Linked DNA regions of Ovis aries: region 2 is linked to region 1. A link is a contact called in public Hi-C data. All regions are on one chromosome and are shown on one strand. Each heading gives the region's core, a stretch centred on a gene start, on an enhancer-like site or on the middle of the called end of the contact. The rest is flanking DNA. Distances are from core to core; before and after follow the strand shown. Region 1 holds the start of RNF130 (ring finger protein 130). Region 2 holds the start of TBC1D9B (TBC1 domain family member 9B).

Evidence for each region. Hi-C and Micro-C count contacts between places; a contact is called where the count stands out from the background.
Region 2: a contact with region 1 is called in a Hi-C map of liver, with 3 times the contacts expected there. The contact joins the promoter of TBC1D9B here to the promoter of RNF130 in region 1. A contact is called at or near these places in 2 of 16 Hi-C or Micro-C datasets (hypothalamus and liver).

What each region holds. Positions count from the first base shown.
Region 1 is chr5:945,063-952,569 of ARS-UI_Ramb_v3.0, forward strand. RNF130 (ring finger protein 130) reads left to right here and starts at 4,371. Exons shown (of 8, transcript XM_042250853.1): 1 at 4,371-5,022. The coding sequence starts at 4,776. LOC121819715 (small ribosomal subunit protein eS6-like) reads right to left here. Exons shown (of 1, transcript XM_042250857.2): 1 at 5,936-7,507.
Region 2 is chr5:1,133,112-1,140,618 of ARS-UI_Ramb_v3.0, forward strand. TBC1D9B (TBC1 domain family member 9B) reads left to right here and starts at 4,219. Exons shown (of 22, transcript XM_042250852.2): 1 at 4,219-4,379. The coding sequence starts at 4,262.

The sequences.
Region 1 (7,507 bases), core at 3,121-5,620:
ATACACTAACAACGAGAAAACAGAAAGAGAAATTAAGGAAACAATTCCATTCACCATTGCAACAAAAAGAGTAAAATACTTAGGAATAAATCTACCTAAAGAAAAAAAAGAACTATATATAGAAAACTATAAAACACTGATGAAAGAAATCAAAGATGACACAAATAGGTGGAGAAATATACCATGTTCATGGATCAGAAGAATCAATATAGTGAAAATAAGTAAACTACCCAAAGCAATCTATAGATTCAATGCAATCCCTATCAAGCTACCAACAGTATTTGTCACAGAACTAGAACAAATAATTTCACAATTTGTATGGAATTACCAAAAACCTCAAATAGCCAAAGCAACCTTTAGAAAGAAGACTGGAACTGGAGGAATCAACCTGCCTGACTTCAGACTACACTACAAAGCTACAGTCATCAAGACAGCATGGTACTGGCACAAAGACAAAAATACAGATCAATGGAACAAAACAGAAAGCCCAGAGACAAATCCACACACCTATGGACATCTTATCTTTGACAAAGGAGGCAAAAATATAGAATTGAGAAAAGACAATCTCTTTAACAGTGGTGCTGGGAAAACTCAGAGAAGGCAATGGCACCCCACTCCAGTACTCTTACCTGGGAAATCCCATGGATGGAGCCTGGAAGGCTGCAGTCCACGGGGTTGCTGAGGGTTGGACACGACTGAGCGACTTCACTTTCACTTTTCACTCTTCACTCTCATGCATTGGAGAAGGAAATGGCAAACCACTCCAGTGTTCTTGCCTGGAGAATCCCAGGGACGGGGGAGCCTCATGGGCTGCTGTCTATGGGGTCACACAGAGTTGGACACTACTGAAGTGACTTAGCAGCAGCAGCTGGAAAAACTGGTCAACCACTTGTAAAAGAATGAAACTAGAACACTTTCTAACACCATACACAAAAATAAACTCAAAATGGATTAAAGTTCTACATGTAAGGCCAGAAACTATAAAACTTCTGGAGGAAAACACAGGCAAAACACTCTCTGACATAAATCACAGCAGGATCCTCTATGACCCACCTCCCAGAGTAATGGAAATGAAAGCAAAAATAAACAAATGGGACCTAATTAAACTTAAAATTTTTGCACTATGAAGGAAACTATGAGGAAGGTGAAAAGACAGCCTTCAGAATGGGAGGAAACAATGGCAAATGAAGCAACTTACAAATAATTAAATCTCAAAAATATACAAGCAGCTCATGTAGCTCAATACCAAAAAATAAATGACCCAATAAAAAAATGGGCCAAAGAACTAAATAGACATTTCTCCAAAGAAGACATACAGGTGGCTAACAAACACATGAAAAGATGCTCAACATCACTCATTATCAGAGAAATGCAAATCAAAACCACAATGAGGTACCATCTCACGCCAGTCAGAATGGCTGCTATCAAAAAGTCTACAAACAATAACTGCTGGAGAGGGTGTGGAAAAAAGGGAACCTTCTTACACTGTTGGTGGGAAAGCAAACTAGTACAGCCACTATGAAGAACAGTGTGGAGATTCCTTAAAAAACTGAAAACAGAACTGCCATATGACCCAGCAATCCCAATGATGGGCATACACACTGAGGAAACCAGAATTGAAAGAGACACGTGTACCCCAGTGTTCATCGCAGCACTATTTACAATAGCCAGGACATGGAAGCAACCTAGATGTCCATCAGCAGACGAATGGATAAGAAAGCTGTGGTACATATACACAATGAAATATTACTCAGTTATAAAAAGAATGCATTTGAATCAGTTCTAATGAGGTGGATGAAACTGAAGCCTATTATACAGAGTGAAGTAGGTCAGAAAGAGAAACACCAATACAGTATATTAATGCATACATATGGAATTTAGAAAAATGATCACAATGACCCCAATAAGCGAGACAGCAAAAAAGACACAGAGATAAAGAACAGACTTTTGGACTCCATGGGAAAAGGCGAGGGTGGGATGATTTGAGAGAACAGTATTTAAACATGTATATTACCATATATGAAATAGATCACCAGTGCAGGTTCAATGCATGAGACAAGATGCTCAGGGCCGGTGCACTCGGATGACCCTGAGGGATGGGATGGGGAAGGAGGTGGGAGGGGTGTTCAGGATGGGGGACACATGTACACCCATAGCTGATTCATGTCAATGTATGGCAAAAACCACTACAATATTTTAATTAGCCTCAAGTTAAAATAAATTATTTTTTTAATGAAAAACCTCTTGCCTTAACAGAAAGGTTTCCATTAAATTACAGACAATTACACCCCAAATGCAGGTTGTTTTAATATTGTTCTAGATGCTGGTGCCTGCTATGGTTGTGCACAAAGACCTAATCCCACTTTGTTTGAAAGAGGGATTACCAAGTGCCAGAGAAGTGTTAAAAGCACTTTAGATCCAACTTTCTCCTTGACAAATTCAGAAGGGCCCAAAGAGAGCTTTAAAGAGATGCACTTTCTCTCCAACTGATTTAATACGGTGGTGTCTCTGGGTCTCTATAATCATCTCTTGTGCCAGGGAGCATAGGCACCTTGCACTTTGAAAGACCTTTGTAAGGACAAGTGAGTAGGGGGCATGAGTTTCTCAAGCAGGGGCAGGGCAGGGCAGGTTAAAAGACAGGAGCAGAGTAAGAAAACCCTCACTAGAGAAGAGCTCTACCATGTCGGCCCTAAGTGGTCCAGGGCTGTTTGGAAAGGGAATCCTGGCTCTCAGTGCCTGAGCAGGAGTACTTTGAGTCCAAGGACTCCTTGCCTTATGAGAGGGGTCCAGCTGTGAGAGAGTCTCTTTAAATACAGGGCCTAGGATCTTGCCACTTAATTTGTTGTTGAGCCCATGGACTGAAGCACACCAGGCTTCCCTGTCCTTCACTATCTCCTGGAGTTTGCTCAGATTCATATTCATTGAGTCGGTGATGTCATCTAACCATCTCGTCCTCTGCTGCCGCCTTCTCCTTTTGGCTTCAATCTTTCCCAGCATCAAGATCTTTTCCAATGAGTCAGTTCTTCCCATCAAGTGGCCAAATTATTGGAGCTTCAGCTTCAGCATCAGTCCTTTCAATGAATATTCAAGGTTGATTTCCTTTAGGACTGACTGGTTTGATCTCCTTGCAGTTAATTACTGTATGCAAGTAAATAAAATGCAGTCTCAAGACAGAGCATGTACTAGACAAACAAACCTGGTGGGGATGGAAGGGAAGGAACTGGAGGAAGTACTTGTTAAGAAGGTTGATAAGGCAGCACCAGTGGACATCTGATGTGTTTGCCTGAACTACATCTATACTCTTTCACTGGAAACAGCAGCTCATCTTTCCTTTCAGAAGTAGCCTCTCTCTCTGATTCTCAGTACTTTTGGTTGTGCAAGGTTGACTTCATCCCCTTTCCACCGTAGGACGCAGGAGATCCAAGCTTGGCTAGTTAGTAGATACCATCCTTCCTTCCCGTGCTCAGTTGCTCAGTTTTGTCTGACTCTTTGTGAGCCCACAGAGTGTAGACCTCCAGGCTCCTCCGTGCATGGGCTTTTCCTGGCAATAATACTGGAGTGGCTTGCCATTTCCTCCTACAGGATCTTCCCAACTCAGGGATCGACTGGGCATCTCCTGTGTCTCCTGCACTGGCAGGCACAGTCTTTATCACTGAGCCACCTGGGAATTTCCCTTCCTCTCCACTTCATCATAATGATGAGTGTACTGCCCACTAACATATAAACTCCTGAGTTCAGCTGCACCTGAAGCTAGAATCGCCCTTTCCCTTTCATTTATGCTTTAGAAAAGTCCATAGCTTAAGTGACACGGACTGACACAGGGTGTGTATCTGTGTGTGTGTATGTGTGTGGAGAGAGTAGTGTGTGTGCTGGGGGAAGACGGTGGAGGAAGGAGGGAGCATCACAATTCCTGTCTTGTCCAGTGCCTCTGGAGATTTCTTCTAGTCTGTAGATGTCCTTTCCGAATAACCCAGATATCCTTAAAGATCCGGGGCTAGTGAGCCCCCGTACTCATTGCACAGAAGCGTTCCCCACCCTCTCCCGAGATGCTGATTCCATGACTTGGAGGTGACCAGCTGAAATCCCACAGACATTTAATTTTTAAAATAACTTTAAAGTTTTAGCTATTTTTCTTCTGTATCCTCATCTCAAACTCTTCCACAGTCCCTTGGAAAGCCCCCAGGCTCCAAGCCAGACGCGCATCAGGCCTGACGTACAAACATGGCCGGGTACGCGGCACGCGAGCGACGGGGGCTTGCACGGCCCTCGTGCCGGCGGGCGGGAGCCGACAGGGGCTCGCACGCATGCGCAGGGAGGCGGGGCTGAGTCCCAGGCCTGCGCCGTGCCACTCCACAGGCAGGGGGCGGGGCGGGGGGGGAGCGCGCCCGCGGCGGCTGCCGGGCGCTGAGGAGTTGCTGCTCCGGGACCTTCATTCGGGCGCGTCTTCCCCGCCGGGCGCGTCCTCACGAGGCGCCCCCACTCGGCGGGGCCGGGCCAGGGGATGGAGTGGGCCCACCGACACGGCCGCGTAGGGACCGAGAGGAGACGACCGCGCGAGCCCTGACGCGCCGTCCTCGCCGAAGCGCCCATGGGCGCCTCCCTGCGGCTGTGAGGGCGGCGAGCGGCGGGGCCGCGGCGCCGAGGAGGGCTACGCTCGTGCCCGGCCGCGCACAGGCCGCGCGCGTGCGCTCGCGCTGCAGGGCCGGCCGCGCCCGCCCCTCCTCTCGGCGCCGGCCCGGGATCCCGGTCCGCGAGCGGCGGCGGCCGGAGGGACGATGAGCGGCGCGGCGCGGGCGGGCCCGGCCCGGCTCGCCGCGTTCGCTCTGCTGACCTGCAGCCTGTGGCCGGCGCGGGCGGACAACGCGAGCCAGGAGTACTACACTGCGCTCATCAACGTGACGGTGCAGGAGCCCGGCCGCGGAGCCCCACTTACATTCCGCATCGACCGCGGGCGCTACGGACTCGACTCGCCCAAGGCCGAGGTCCGTGGCCAGGTTCTGGCGCCGCTGCCTATCCATGGAGGTGAGTGCCTGGCAGGGAAAAGAGGAGCTGTGGACGGCGGAGGGGGGAAGGGTCGGCCCTCATCCCCCAGGAGCCACAGCCCGGGCGCGGAGGCGGCGGATGCGGCGCCCCCACCCCGCCCGGATTGATGCGCCGCTCGGCGGGCGGCCCCAGGGTCGAGGTTCCCGTCGTGTCCTTCCCCCGCCCCGTTCGCTGCTGGCAATGAGGCTCCAGACGCGGTATTGGGTTCTTCTCTTCTTTTTAAAAAGGCTTTTTCCCCCCTGGGTTCAGTTAGCTTGTTTACAGGAAGGCATTGAACTGCGAGTTTGCAGGGACAGCTCAGACAAAGGAGGTGGTGGAAGAGCGCAAAACTAGTTCATGATGGATGAAGTCTCAACCTGTATTTCGGAAACCGCACAGGTTCCTTCCCTAAATCACAGACTGCGCTGTATTGATCTGGAAGGATGAGGCCCTTTTCTACTGTAAAAACGTGCCGTTTTTCTTATGTGACAAGTGGAAGGAGAGTGGAGGAGGAAAATGGGCATCTTCGGTGTTGCTTTTGGCTCTTATTGTGCCCCACCAGCTTTACTGTAATTTGACGCCTGAACATCTGACGTTACGACGAATCCGATACCAATTGGAACCTGTAGCCAAGTCTTCAGGTCGTGAGAGTCTGCCAGAGGGAAAATAGGTAAAATTTTTGAGAGTTGTCTTTGAAGCCATTTGGCTTGATCTTACGTCTTCCTATCATTTGCTCTTTAATAATTTGGTATAAAGCATATATTTGTACAAATTTCTGGTAATGTTTTGAAAGAAACTTTTCCCACACTGTGGAGTATGATTTTGTTTTTGGCCCACAGCAGGCTTTATGGAAAAATGTCTACTATCTTCTCCATCTCTACCCACTCTCACCCTGACAGTGCTGAGAGGGGACTTTTTAAAGCTGCTTTTCATGTTAAGATGACCTAAACTAGGCAACCTACATAAGGTGTTTGTTTTTATACTCTAAACTATTAGAACATCATGCCACTTCTGAGATACATGTTTGAATGCGAACATGCTAAGCTGTGTGGTTTTTTGGGTTTTTTTTGTTTTTTTTTGTTTTTTGAAGCAATCTAGATAGGGAAGATGGAGAAGGAAATGGCAACCCACTCCAGCGTTCTTGCCTGGAGAATCCCAGGGACGGGGGAGCCTGGTGAGCTGCCGTCTATGGGGTCGCACAGAGTCGGACAGGACTGAAGTGACTTGCAGCAGCAGCAGCAGCTAGGGAAGAAGAATCAGGAAGGGCTTTCACCAGCCTTTCCCCAGTTTACACCTTCGTTTCAAACGTTCATTTTTACATCAGTAATCAGTTGCTTAGTATGCACTTCTCATCTCCACTTTGTTAAAGAAAAAGGCAGTTAGGGTCCTGCCTTGCCCACAGTAACAACTTTGGCCTTTGGTTCATTCAGTAAATATTTGCTTGCTTGTTCTGTGCCAGTCACTGTGCTTGGGACACAAAATGTTTCCAAACTGTGGCACTGACAATGGTAGCCTGTTTTCTGGGGTTGAGATCTGTGAGGGTCACGTGGAAGGGGAGGAAGAGGGAAAGGCAAACTGTTCTGGAACAAGAACTGGCCCTGTGCAGTATTTTGAAATCTGTGGTTTGTCTTTGGGTTCCTCTAGGCACCTCGAAACCATGATCCTCACTTTAGATACTTGCCTGATAAGTGATCTGTGTTCTGAAACTACTTGTTTCTTGCCTGTCATTCCAAGCAAAACTTGTTTTAGGTGTTTGTATAGAAGGGTATTGGACACTGATGGGTGGTAAAGGCTGGTCTTGTTCCTCCGTCAGTGGGGAGGTTTCAGTTGTGCTGTACCTAAGCCTTATGTTACTGGCGAAGTACTGTGTGAGTTTAGGAAAGTAATTTGGCATTTTAGCCTCAATTTTGTCTGCAAAAGGGAATGGTGAACTAGTTATACCTTAAGTTTATTGAGGGGCTTCCCTGGTGGCTTAGATGGTAAAGAATCTGCCTGCAATGTGGGAGACATGGGTTCAATTCCTAGATTGGGAGGATCCCCTGGAGGAGAGCATAGCAACCCATTCCAGTATTCTTACCTGGAGAATCCCCATGGACAGAGGAGCCTGGCAATTTGCTAAGGGTTGGACTCGACTGAGCGACTAAGCACAGCACAACACAAGGTTAATGAGAGGCTTAAATGGTGCCTACATTCTTACAAGAGGAGATTTGTTAACCTAAATGAATCTCTATAAATTGGTGGAGTTTCAGACATGGCATCAAAGTGAATACGTTGGAGCAGTCTTGGAAACTTGAGTCTATAGTCAGTTCCCCTGGGTGTCTGTCTTCTCTTCATTTCCTCTGTTCTCTAGGGACTCATTTTGTATCCACACATGAGATTGCTCAAGGATTTTTCATGGCCTCGGTGGTGGCATCCTGCAGGTAGTTTGGGTCTGGCTTTCTACTAAGGGATCTGCACACATAGGTTCTTTCAATCCAGCAAATAC
Region 2 (7,507 bases), core at 2,969-5,468, 190 kb after region 1:
TTATGGAATGTCTGGGCCCTCAAATACTGACCCCAGGACACATCTGCTAGTCACAGCCTCATCAGCACAAGAGCTGGCCTGACTCCCCAGGAGACCAGAATGGTATCTCCTCGACCGATTGGCTCGGTTGGAAACACATGGCCTTCACTGGACCAGCCCCTGTGGTCACGGAGGTAAAATGCGCCCTTAGCCAAGGCCAGAACTGGCTCTGCTGTTGTCGCCACGAGTGCATTCAGCTTCCCTTGAAAGACAGGAGCTGAGAGCTGAAAGACGTGGTTGCTACAGCAAAATCATGATGCTATGCAGGAAGAAATGGAGGTTGGGGCAAAACCAGCAAGTGTCCAATACATGTAGAAAAGAGTTGGAACCAGGAAGGTGTGGACGTTAATACGACTTCTGCACTTATTAGTATGAAACTGGCAAATCACCTGTCTGGATTTCAGTTTTATCTCTTTAATGCTGCTGCTGCTGCTGCTAAGTCGCTTCAGTCGTGTCCAACTCTGTGCGACCCCATAGACGGCAGCCCACCAGGCTCCTCTGTCGTCCCTGGGATTCTCCAGGCAAGAACACTAGAGTGGGTTGCCGTTTCCTTCTCCAGTGCATGAAAGTGAAAAGTGAAAGTGAAGCCGCTCGGCAGTGTCTGACTCTTAGCAATCCCATGGACTGCAGCCTACCAGCTCCTCCGTCCATGGGATTTTCCAGGCAAGAGTACTACAGATGCTTAATATCAAAAATCACTAGGAAAATGCAAGTCCAAACCACATGAGATACTACTTTATATCTACTTGGTGGCTATAATAAAAAACATAGTAACAAGTGTTGACTAGATATGGAGAAAGTGCAACTCTCACACATTACTGGTGGGAATGTGACATGGTGCAACTGCTTTGGAGCACAGTTTACAGTTCCTCAAACACACAGCTTTATCATATGGCCCAACAATTCTACTCTTATGGGTCTACCCAAGAGAACGGAAAACATGTTCACCCAGAACCTTGCACACAGATGTTCATATCAGTGTTATCCATAACAGCCAAGAAGGGGAAATAGCCCACATGTCCATCAACTGGTACATGGCTAAATAAAATGTGGTATACATAAGCAATGGAATATTATTCAGGCATAAAAAAGAATGCTAAAACACAGATGAACATTGACTACATTACAGTAAGTGAAAGAGGCAGAACACAAAAGGCCGTATGAACCGTATGACTTCCTTTATATGTATCTTGCCACTCACTCTGGGCACTGAACCCAGGGTAGATAAAGCACAACAGGGGAAGCTGGAAGAAGACTCGAGGAGCCAAGGGGACTGCAGGCATGTTTATTCTCTCCAGGAAGCGGCAGCCCGGAGTCGTCAAAGACTACTGATATACTACGCCGGACAAAAGCGGCCCGTGGCCAAGTAGGCGTGCAGGTCCAGTGCAGGTCAGCATCATCGTTGTTTACAGAACATAAGGTATGAGGCTGTGGCAGAGTGGGGCAGGAGAGCCTGGCTGATGCCGTGTTGTCAGTCACCCTCTCCAAAATATGAAATGTCCAGAATAAGCAAAATTATAAGGATACAGACAGACTGATTTCTGGGGGTGGGGGGGTGGAAGGGGTTGGGGTATAAGGAATGACTGCGAAGAGCTAAGAGGTTTCTTCTTGAAATGATGAAAATATCCTGGAATTCTGCTACTACCTCCCAGCCTAGCGTGCTGTGCTCTCTGCCTGTTCCCATCAGGGCTTTGCCTGCCTCCTGGCATCAGATTCCCTCCTTCACAGTGTTTACAGTTACACAACTTTGGGAATATACTAATCACTGTCTTGTGAATTTTACAGCAGTGAGGTTTATGGGAATGTGAATTCCATCTTTGAAATTAAGGGAGGAAAATGAAGTAGGCTTAGCACAGTCTAAGTGCTCAATAATTTTTTTTTTCCTTCTCATAGAGAATAGTTCTCCAAAGTTGTCTCCAGATTATCAGCATCAGAATCACCTAGGAGTTTATTAGAAATGCAAATACTCTGAGGGGGGGCCCGGCAATCTGCTTTAACGAGCCCTCCAGTGCACACTCAAGCAGCTGCACCATTTCACCTTCCCACCAGTAATGTGTGAGGAAGGAAGGCACAAAATAACCCTTTACCTCCCCTCAAGGGGTTAACAAGTACAGTTGACCCCGGAACAACACAAGTTAAGGGCACCTACCCTTTGAGAAGCTGAAAAATCTGAGCCTAACTTAATGGCTCTCTCCAAGGTTCCCTTCTATCTACAGTTTTGCGTCTGAGGATTCATCCAACCACCAATCACACAGTACTGGTAGTGTTTAAATTTTTTTTTTAAATGAGAATATAAGTGGACCAGTGCAGGTCAAACCCTAGGTGTTCAAAGGTCAACTGTACTACCAAATTCTTAAGGGTAGATTACTTTCCAGAAAGTACAACACAGATCAGTTTAAGCTTCCAAGGTCTTAAAACAGGCCTCTGCATTCTGGAAGTTGGTTCAGATTCTCAAGCAATATTTCAGAAGACTTAATCACTCTGGCTGTTAACCATAAAACTACCTTTTCATACCTATATCTATTCATATTAATATTAGATTCTTAAACGCCAGTGACAGAAACCCAGTTCAAAACCACCTTAAGCCTCTATGAATGATTCTAAAGTGCCCCCTTCCCTCTGGCTTCCTGCAGGACTCAGGCGGCCTAGTCCATCCAGTTTAGCCCTGGTGGCTCAGCGATAAAGATCCCCATGCCAAAGAAGGAAAGGTAGGTTTGATCCCTGGTCAGGAAGAGCCCCTGGAGAAGGGAATTGCTACCCACTCCAGTATTCTTTCCCTTCTCCAGGGGAATCTTTCCAACCCAGGGATCAAACCCAGGTCTACTCGCATTGCAGGCGGATTCTTTACCAGCTCAGCCACAGGGAAGCCCAAGACTACTGGAGTGGGTAGCCTATCCCTTCTCCAGCAGATCCGGACCCAGGGAATCCAACCCGGGTCTTTCGCCTTGCAGGCAGATTCTCCTGCCTTAAAGGCAGGAGACCCACAGAATCTGCTTGCAAGGCAGGAAGGGAAGATCCTGGAGAAGGGAAGAGAAGAAGACCGGGAAGATCCGCTGGAGAAGGGATAGGCTACCCACTCCAGTAGTCTTGGGCTTCCCTGTGGCTGAGCTGGTAAAGAATCCGCCTGCAATGCGAGTAGACCTGGGTTGGGAAGGTTCCCCTGGAGAAGGGAAAGGCTACCCACTACAGTATTCTGGCCTGGAGAGTTCCATGGACTATATATAGTTCAAGGGGTAGCAAAGAGCTGGACAGGACTAAGCCACTTTCACTTTCCAGTATCCTTGCCTGGAAAATCCCATGGACAGAGGAGCCTGGAAGGCTACTGTCCGTGGGGTCGCAAGAGTCGGACGTGACTAAGTGACCAAACAACAAATCTTGATTCATGCCTATTGCCCCAGGCGACATTAACAGTTCCCTCTTTCACTCAAAGGAGAAGGCAATGGCAACCCACTCCGGTACTCTTAAGAGTCTTCTGGACTGTGAGGCAGTCCACCCTACAGGCAAGCACTGGGATAGCAGAGCTCCACATGTCCAGCCTCCCTCTGCTGCCTACCCAAGCTTGTGCACAAGCCTCTGGGGCCCCAGGCCAGGTGCTGCCCCCGACCCCAAGCCCACCCAGCCTCAGTGACCCCATCCATCAAGTGAGGGGACTGCACTGGTTTCTGAGGACCCCGCCGGCTTCAGGGCTTCCTAACAACCCGTGCTGGACTCCTTGAGGTTCCCTTCGTCTTAGGCCCAAGCGTCAACATGAGTCACCACAACAGACTAACACTTTTCCAGCCACCCTTTCCAAATGTTAACAGGCGCTGGTTTGCTCTGAACAGTCAGCTAAAAATGTATTTCCAAAGGCTATTCCTTTACATTTTCCCTGCAAACCCTGGACAGGTTTTTACAAAACGCCAGGCGCCCTGCTACCTGTGAACTCAACCATTCCGGCCACAGGCCATTGGCCCCGGGGCTGAACCCGCTCCTCGATGAGCCGGCCGCGCGAAGGCCTGCGGCCAGAAGGCCAAGAGGGAAGCGGAGAAGGCCGGGCTCACAGGTCCTGCGAGCGGGCGGGGAGAGCGGAACGCGCCGCGAGCCCCGAGGCCCCGCTGCGCCGGCGGCCGCCAGGGGGCGCCGCCGGCCCGCGCGCCCCGCCCCGCCCGCTCGGCTCCGCGAGGCGGCTACGGCGGCGGCGCTTCCGCCCGGCCCGCGTCGGCCGGGTGAGCGCGGCGCCGCGATGTGGCTGGGCCCGGAGGAGGTGCTGGTGGCCAACGCGCTGTGGGTGACGGAGCGCGCCAACCCCTTCTTCGTGCTGCAGCGGCGCCGCGGCCACGGCAAGGGCGGCGGCCTCACGGGTGAGAGGCGCGCGGTGGCCGGGCCTGTGGGCGCCGCCGCGGGGCGGGCGAGGAAGGAGCGCCGGCGAGCGAGGGCCGGCCGCCGGCCAGGCCGGGCCGCCGAGCGGCGCTGCGGACGCGCACGTCGGCGCGCGGCGGGGCCGGCGGCGCGGGGCCGGGCCGGGAGCGGGGCGGGAGGCCGGGAAGCGGGCCGCGGGCGGGCGGTGGGCGCCGGCCGGGGCGGCGCCGGGAAAGGACCGGGCTGGGGCCTCGAGGAAGACATCTGCGCTCGCGTCAGGGGGCGGCCGGGGAGCCTGCGGCCGAGCGGGGAGGCCAGAAGAAGGCTGGCGGCGGCCCCTGCCGGATTCGGCGCCCGGGACCTTCCCGGGGCTCCGCGGAGGCTTGTGCAGCTGCCCGGCACGGGTCTCACGGCGGAGAGTTCGCGGGATCTCCTGGGCCTCTGCTTCCCCCAGGGCCTCCCAGGAGGGGCCGAGGGACACAAGCATTCCTTTCCTTCTCCTCCTCCTTTCCCCGCTCAGCGAAGAATTGCCTTTTTAGTGAGATCAGAGTTCCTCCCAGCTGCTGCCTGACTCAGCTTCCATCTCTCCAGCTTCTCCTCCTCCGTCTTTCCCGCTTCTTGGTGCGTTGGACCTGCAGAACGAGGCTTAGCTGGATCACCGATATATGTGTTCTGATGACCTAGGCAGGGTGCCTCTTTGCCCGTCTGTCTGGGCACTACGCAGGACTGTCTCTCCTGGGGTGTGTGGCATTTGGGTTCCCGGGGATGTCCCCTGGGCACCCCTTCTACAGGTGTTGTCCACAGTCCAGGCACTGCCGCAGCAGACCTGGATCAGTCTTAGCCAGACCAGTGCCCGTGCTCCCCTGGCGGCCCATTGCTGCCATTGAGGACCTCGGGCCCAGTGTTGCCGGGTCTTCTAATTATCAAGAGAATTTTCTGTGAAATGTCCTAATGTTAAATATTAGCAGCTAATATAGCCCTGTCAGGTGCAGACGGAGGCTTTCCACGGGAGAACGCTTCCTTCAGCCTCTCCTGGGCCACCTCCTGACCTGGAAGTGTGTGAGGTTACCAGGAAGACTGTTGTCTTCAGTGCCTTGAGCCCCCTCCCAGAGGCCTCTGGAATGGCGGGAGCCAGTGCCAGACCTGCATCCTGGACTAGGCTGTTCAGTGGAGGTTAGACAGCAGCCCCTCTGGAGAGACTGACCGGTGGTCCGCCTCGAAGCCTGTGTAGAAATTGAATGCTCAGGTGCCCGGTACCTTCAGGTATATCAGCATACCCATGTTTCAGTCTCAGGGCTTGCTCTTGCTCTGCGTTTCCACAGGTCGTCCCAGTGCGAGCCTGGGTCCCTCTGTGCTCTGCCTTCCTGTGCAGAGAAGGCCTTTCTACCACCCTCATCTCTCCATGTCCCCCGAAGCAGGCTTTCCAGTTCTCCCCTGGGGACCATGCCTTGAACTCTCTGCTTTAGCTATGTTTGGTCAGTTCTGCCGTGGCCTTTGCTGTGGCCTTCTCTGTGCCATGATGGACTTTATGGTTTCCTGAACACACTCTTCTTGCAGGAGAAACAGTTCACAATGTGGTTTTATTCGATCTGTCTTAAGACAGATGCCAACCTAGATTCTTCGTTGATGACTGTGATGACATGGTCTGCCATTATATTTCAAGTCTTGCAATATAGATATGCCAACGATATAGGAATTAAAATTTCTGAGACCAGAAGAGAAACCTCAACATGAACAGTTATAACAAGTTTATTCCAAACACTGAAAAGGCTTGAATATGCCACTTAAACTGCAATTTACAGAGGCATTTTAGAACATTTCAGTAAAATAAACATTACAGACTCCTGACTTGGATGTATGTGAAAATTACCTTCTTTTGTAACTGATTGTTTTGTTAGACTGCAGGGTGAAAAAGCAGATTAAAATGGAATATGAAACAAGTGTTAAAGTCAAGCAATAAAGTCAATAGTAATTATTCTGGTATCAATACAAAAATGGTCACAAAATATTTTCAGAGCATACCAAAAACAGCATTTTATTAAAAGGAAAAAACAGAGACTTCCGTGGTAGTTCAGAGGTTAAGAATCCACCTGCTGGGGTTCCCCTGGTGACTCAGTGGTAAGGAATCTGCCTGCCAGTGCAGGAGACCCAGGTTTAATCCCTGACCCGGGAAGATCCCGCATGCTACAGAGCAGCTGTCGAGCCTGGGCTCTGGAGCCTGCAGGTCGCAGCCCCTGAGCCTGTGTGTCGTGACTGCTGAAGCCCGTGTGCCCTAGAGCCTGGGCTCTGGAACAGGAGATGCCACTGCAGCAAGAAGTCGCTGCCGCACAACTGGAGAGCAGCGCCCACTCACCACAGCTAGAGACAGGCAACAAAGGCCCAGCACAGCCAAAAGGAAACAAAGTTAGTTTTTAAAAAAGGAAAACTATAGGTCCAATATTCCTTAAGAGCAACAAAAAAGAATCAGCCTGCAAATGCAGGGGATGCATGTTCTATGCCCCCCTGCTCCAGGAAGAGTCCATGGAGCAACTGAGTCCATATCCTAGAGCCTGCGCTCTGCAACGGGAGAAATCGCCACACCGAGAAGCTGCTAGAGAGTAGCCCACACAGAGCAATGAAGCCCCAGCGCAGCCAAAAATAAACAATAAGCAAACCTCAAATATGAACAATGGACAGGCTTTCATTTAGCTGAATAATTCAATTAATGAAGAATAAATCAAATAGTTGCAAAATGTAAACATTTCCTCTGATTTATTGGGGAAATAGTGATGTTGACAAATGTTGATGACATTGTGATGAGAAGGAAAACGAAATGTCCTAAAATGCTTCAGAGATGGAAAAAAAAAATGGGACAATTTGGCCAGTACTAAAAATTTGCCTGTTATTTTTCATCATGACTTTTGAGGCTACATTATCTTCCTGTTGTTGATGTGGAAAATGATGTTAAATATCATTGTCTTATGAAAAAGACATCAAAGTATACAGCCAGAAATGTCAGAGAGACATGTCATAAGAAATGTATCTGGCAGTTAATAATCACATTGTTTTTCTGGATTTTGTGATATTTGTGGTATTGTTTTGTTTAATATTTATTTGTTTGGTTGTGCTGAGTCTTAGTTGCAACATGTGG